Regions from separate parts of the Oryctolagus cuniculus genome. Here region 1 is linked to region 2. A link is a contact called in public Hi-C data. All regions are on one chromosome and are shown on one strand. The core of a region is the stretch at or near the end of the contact, and the rest is flanking DNA. Distances in the headings are between cores, read along the strand shown. Region 1 has its middle 39 kb from the start of VPS54. Region 2 holds the start of PELI1 (pellino E3 ubiquitin protein ligase 1).

Region 1 (2,700 bases), core at 38-2,537, 100 kb before region 2:
TAGCCGACATTAAGGCCTCCTGATCTGCCCTCCTCTTTACACTCCTGATACACAGAGGTGAAGGCAAGTAGGGTTGTGCATTTATAAATTTTCTAAGGGGAAGCGGTTGCTCGGTGACCTTGAAAAAGCCCAGTGCTAATGCATTACAGCAGGTGGCAGCCTTTCCCCGGGAGAGAAGGAAAAGCCAGTCTGACCTTAACACAAAACTGATTTTGATTTTAAAGCTTTTCCCTGATGTGCCAAGTGATGTGTCCAGGACCTAAAGTGGACATTGGCTTTATCACAGAAGGAAGAAGAAGCGGGGACGCTGAGTCCTGGAAAAGGAGGTGTAGCTTTGCTTCTGGGGCCCAGACCCACCAACTGCTGGCTTTTGAGTAACTCAGTGGCTGCCTTCATGGAATCTGGTCAGGTTCAGATACCACCAGGCATGGTGGGTGAAGGCATTACCTTGAGATTCAGAATAGGGCTCTGAGCAACACTCAACACTCAACACTCTGCCTTCAACACTCAGGATGGAGCAGATAGGAATCACCTTGCTGTGTACTGTGAGGGGACCATTCAATAGCAGAAATACCCCTTTTCCTTCCAGATCAGTAACACAGCCTTTTAAACTGAGTGCCAATTACTTTTTAAAGGTGGTTAAGTTATTTGCATTCAAATTTGCAGAGTGCTCAGTGGAAAGCCAGGCTTCGCAGAAAAGCTTGACATTGAAAATAAATCCAATTTGTTTCTCTGTTCTCAGTGATAGGTAGGATTGTACCTATCGCTCATCAAGAAGGTGCTATGCAGAAAGTGATGTTATTCAAAACTTAGTGTGCCTGAAGAAACATTTCCTGAAATCCCTACAGTTGAATCTACTTTGTGCCTGAAGAAAAGAGGGGGACTGATTAGACAGGGAGAGCGGCAGGCACACACAGACTAATGATGACTATTGAAATTAACTTAAATTAAATAAAACTAAAAATTTATTTTCTCCGAGTCTCTAACCACATTTCAAGTGCTGAATAGCCATATGTGGCTAGTGGCTCCCAACCAGGTAGCGTTGAGTATCCTCAGAGGAAGTTCTGAATTGCACGGGACTCGAGGGAAAGCTCAGGACACGCTGTCAAGTGAAAAGGTGAGTGGGTGAGAAAAAGCCCTCGCTGTGATACTAATATTGTGAGAATAATACCTAAAGGTGGCAGGAACTTTAAATAGAGGACCTCACATAATCCTTAGGCTGATCCACCACTACAATACTGCTGCTGACATCTGTTGAAACCATTTTATGGCAGGCCAGACACTAAGAGCTCTGTTGTCAGAACTCGCTGGTCTTAGCAGGGACCCATTGAGGTCAGTACTGTTCTTGTTCCTGGTTAAGAGATAAGGACACTGTGCGGAGAGGGGCTTTATAGCTTAGTCATGGTAAGGTGGCTTGTAAGCAACAACTGAGATAAAAACCTGTACCTTTTTGGGTTGCAATAATTAAAAGAGAAGGCAATGAAAATGTCTAGCATATTCTGTTTGTGAGTAGAATCTGTTTTTTTAAGCCACTTTCCCCTCAGGCAGGCCCAACTCTTAGATTCTCTGTCACATACTTGCCTTTGTGGCTGAGGAAGGCTTTATGCCAATTCTGATAGTGCAACAATGATCTCCTGTTAGCCCGGATGTGAGCCACTTCCTTCCCCCAGAGCAGAATCTGCTGTGTGCACAAGGAAGCCGGTTTCTCAGAAGCTCACCTTTACAGAAACAAGTCTGTTTGGGTACAAATTTAAAGCAAAATACGTTTAAATTGAAAATGAAGACTAGAAATAATATATGGGAAAATGCTGTTTTCTCTGGGTGAGATTTTGAAAACATGTTTTGCTGTTCCTCTGTGTTTCGTAGCTTTTCTACACGAACATGCATAATGCAATTTTAAAATTCAAAGCCAAACATTTTTTAAAAGGATTTATTTATTTATTTGAGAGGCAGAGTTGGACACAGGAGAGGCAGAGGCAGAGAGAGAGAGAGAGAGAGAGAGAGAGAGAGATCTTCCATTTGCTGGTTCATTCCTCCAAATGGCTGCAATGGTGGGAGCTGGGCCAGGCTAAAGCCAGGAGCCAAGAACTTCATCCAGGTCTTCCACAGGTGCAGGGGCCAAGCACTTCATCCATCCTCCACTGCTTTCCCAGGCACATTAGCAGGGAGCTGGATGGGAAATGGAGCAGCCAGAATTTGAACTGGCACCCATATGGGATGCCAGCATTGCAGGTGGCAACTTTACCTGCTATGCCACAATGCTGGCCCCCTGTAGTGGACATTTGAGAAGTGAACCAGATCTCTCTGTCTCTGTCTCTCTTTGTTGTTCTGCCTTTCAAATAAATAAATAAAACAAAAACCTACTAAAGTGAGGTGGGCCCCTGGCTTCATGGTTAAGACACTGGTTAGGACATCCGCATCCCTCACAAGAGGACCTGAGTTTGATATCTGCCTGTGATTTCTGTCTGCAGTTTTCTGCTACTTCAGACCCTGGGAAGCAGCACTGATGGCTCCTGCAATTGGGCTCCTGCCACCCATATGGGAAACCTGGGTTAACTTGTTACTGGCTCCTAGCTTTGGTCAGGTCCAGCTCTGGGGGTTGCAGACATTTGAGAGTAAACCAGCAGATGGCAGTTCTCTATCTCTACCTCTCAAATTTAAAAATGTTAGATAGGGAAAGACAAAGGGGCTATTTTCAAA
Region 2 (2,700 bases), core at 163-2,662:
GAAATAGAGATTCAAGGCAGAAAAAGAAGACAATGCCATTTTTGAAACAAAAGACCACCTGCTATGAAAACAAAGTAACATTTGGCAGAGAAAGAAAAAGTAAACAGCCTCTGGAGCAAAACTAAAAGATGACCTTTTCATAAACTTAAAGATTCCGTTCTTAGCACAACCTGCACCCTACGGATAAGGCGCTCAATAACATTTGTTGATAAACAGCTTGATGACTAACCGGTGGGAAGACTGGTGCTGCTGTCAGAACCAGCACACACTTCCTTGAGTGTAGTGATTAAAATCTGTTAAATGTACATTTAAAACACTCGACCCCTTCCTTCCCCCACCAGTGCTCTCCCGGTTGGTTAGTACAAAAATAAAAGTAGACGGACAAGAGAATGTATGATTTACAGTACTTTCCCCACTCGGAGTATTTTCAAGGAGTCCTTTGAGGCTGTAAGATTCAAACACTACGTCAGAATTATTGTTTGAACTACCTAACAATTACTCCGGCTTCTTTCAGACGTTGGCTAACCTGTAAGTAAAACGAGCATCTTTAACTTTTCCACGGGGCACTGGAGGACGAGTTATTACTCATAAATGCTTTCAGATCCTCAAGACACCAGGCGCGGCAGATCAAGCGTTATCCATCAATTAGAGACCTTTCCCGGGCCTCAGTTTACCCACTTTCGGAAACGGGCCTCTTAACTCGGGTCGTAAGGGCCCCGGAGGTGAAATTAATTATTGTTTTCAAAACGCACTGAGATCCAGAGATGAAAGGAGATGGGAGAGACACGCAGAGATGATGACAATAATCACAACAATAAAGAGAATGACTAACTTGGAAGTCTGCGTTATGTAAGGAAGCAAAAGAAGTTATCAGAATTGCACACACAAAAGAGAAACCCACTGCCCCCTTTGTTTCTCTTTCATTTCCAGCTCCCTCCCCGCCACCCGTCGGGGTCCCCTCCCGCAGCCGGGCGCGGGGCGCCGAGCGCGGGGCTCCGAGTTGGCCGCCGCGCGCCCGGCTCCCAGGCGGTGGGGGAGGGCGCGCCCGGCCGCTCCTGACAAAGGCGCTTCCTCCCGCGAGGGCGCGGGATGGAGGCGCCGCACACTCCGCTCCCCGCCGCCTCCCCGCGCGGCGCGGGGGCGCGCAGGCGGGAGGGGAGAGCCGGCGCTGGCCGCCGGGAAAAGCCGCCGAGGAAGTTGCGCGCCCGCCTTCCCCGCACCCCTCGCCGACCCGCCGCGATCCCTCCCGCGACGCCCCGCGGCCGCACTCACCGGACAATCGCTGGTGGCCCGAATGCCAGCACGGCCCCCAGGACCCGCAGCGAGGGGGCGAAGTGCGTGTGCGCGGGGGGCGCGAGCAGACAGCCCGGCGTGCCGCCGCCGCCTGCCTCTCGAGCCAGCCAACCGAGCCCCGTGAGGGGAAGTTGACCGCGAAGCCGAGCGCTGAGGAGCCGCGGACGGAGGGCGAGGCGCGGGGCCCGCTTTGTGGTGCGTTCCCTGAGGGCTCGCGACAAATCCGACCTTGCCGCACGGCTGGAGCTGCTACTGGTGGAGGCGGCGGCAGCGGCGCCCCCCGACGGTCCCTCTGCCTCACACCGCCTCTGGGTCACTGACACACACTCGGAGGGAGGGGAGGGGACTAGCGGGAGGGCGGGGCGTGAGGGAGGGACCAGGGGCCGGGCCACAGCGGGAGGCGGCGACGCGACACCGGGGGGACTCTTGGGAATTGTAGTTCTTTGGCTGAGGGAAAAAGGGATACATTGTTGTGGGGGACGCGGCCGGTCTCGCTCCGCACTGAGCATGCTCTGGGGGAGGTTGGGGGGGCCGCCGTTACCATGGTCACCAATGGACTAAGCCTGCGTGTTCGGTGCTGCTGTTGACTAAACAAGGCTCATGTTGTATTTCGGTGCTGTTGGGGATCCGGCCCTCGGCTCCGAGAGCCTCACCACTCACAAGTGTCCAGTAAAATCCGACTACTACCTCTCGGTCTTTCAGCTCAGCTTTCTTCCGCAAACCCTAAATCACCGACATCTCTTTCTTTCAAGTGAATCCTCTGTCTTTTGTTCAGATTTCTGAAGATATTGAAATGTGGCTGTTTCCAGGAATTTAACGGTTCGATTATGAAACTGATAGGAACATAATTTTTTTGTTCAGATAGTCACATCTAATTTTAAAGAGCAGCAGAGGTAAACTTCAGAATTAAGATCCCTGTATTTTACTGGATCCATGTAAAATAATCCAGATGTGTTCATTTTAAAGGCTTCAATTGTTAAGGCATACAAATTTTGCAAAGTACCTGTAAGTTCAAAGGAAGTGAGAAGTTGAAAGTTGTTCACTACATATATATGCTGGCTGACTTTCATTTGGCTACGAGAGGAGTCTGAATGAAGGTATGAGTATGTGGTTGGGCTGGTCAGCTGAGTCTACACCCATTTGGGGCACCCAGGTATGAATGGGTGGTGGCGAGAAGGCTGGAGAAAGGACTTATTATTAGTCCTCCAGAGGACTAAAGGCAACCTGCCCTAAACTCTTCTGTTCCCTTCTCTACCAAGAACCCCACACCCTGGAGAAAAGATACTTAGGAATCAGACACACTTTTCAAATAGAGTCTCAAGATCTGAAATTTTTGTGTTTGGAGACTACATGATTCCCTCATTCAGAAAACACTGGGTGTCTACTATGTGCAGGCACTTTATTAGG

What was found. A called contact is a pair of places that touch in the nucleus more often than the background predicts.
Region 1: a Hi-C map of psoas muscle shows a contact between it and region 2, with 3 times the contacts expected there. The contact joins the enhancer-like site here to the promoter of PELI1 in region 2. A contact is called at or near these places in 2 of 6 Hi-C or Micro-C datasets (psoas muscle and an unstated tissue).

The regions. Positions count from the first base shown.
Region 1 is chr2:138,742,353-138,745,052 of mOryCun1.1, reverse strand. No RefSeq gene overlaps it. Among named protein-coding and RNA genes, the nearest start is that of VPS54, 39 kb to the left of the region's middle. Within about 2 kb of position 1,287, at least 2 of the 8 cell types and tissues checked have an H3K27ac peak or open chromatin away from gene starts, as enhancers often do.
Region 2 is chr2:138,642,533-138,645,232 of mOryCun1.1, reverse strand. It overlaps PELI1 (pellino E3 ubiquitin protein ligase 1), which reads right to left and starts at 1,412. Exons shown (of 7, transcript XM_017340733.3): 1 at 1,273-1,412.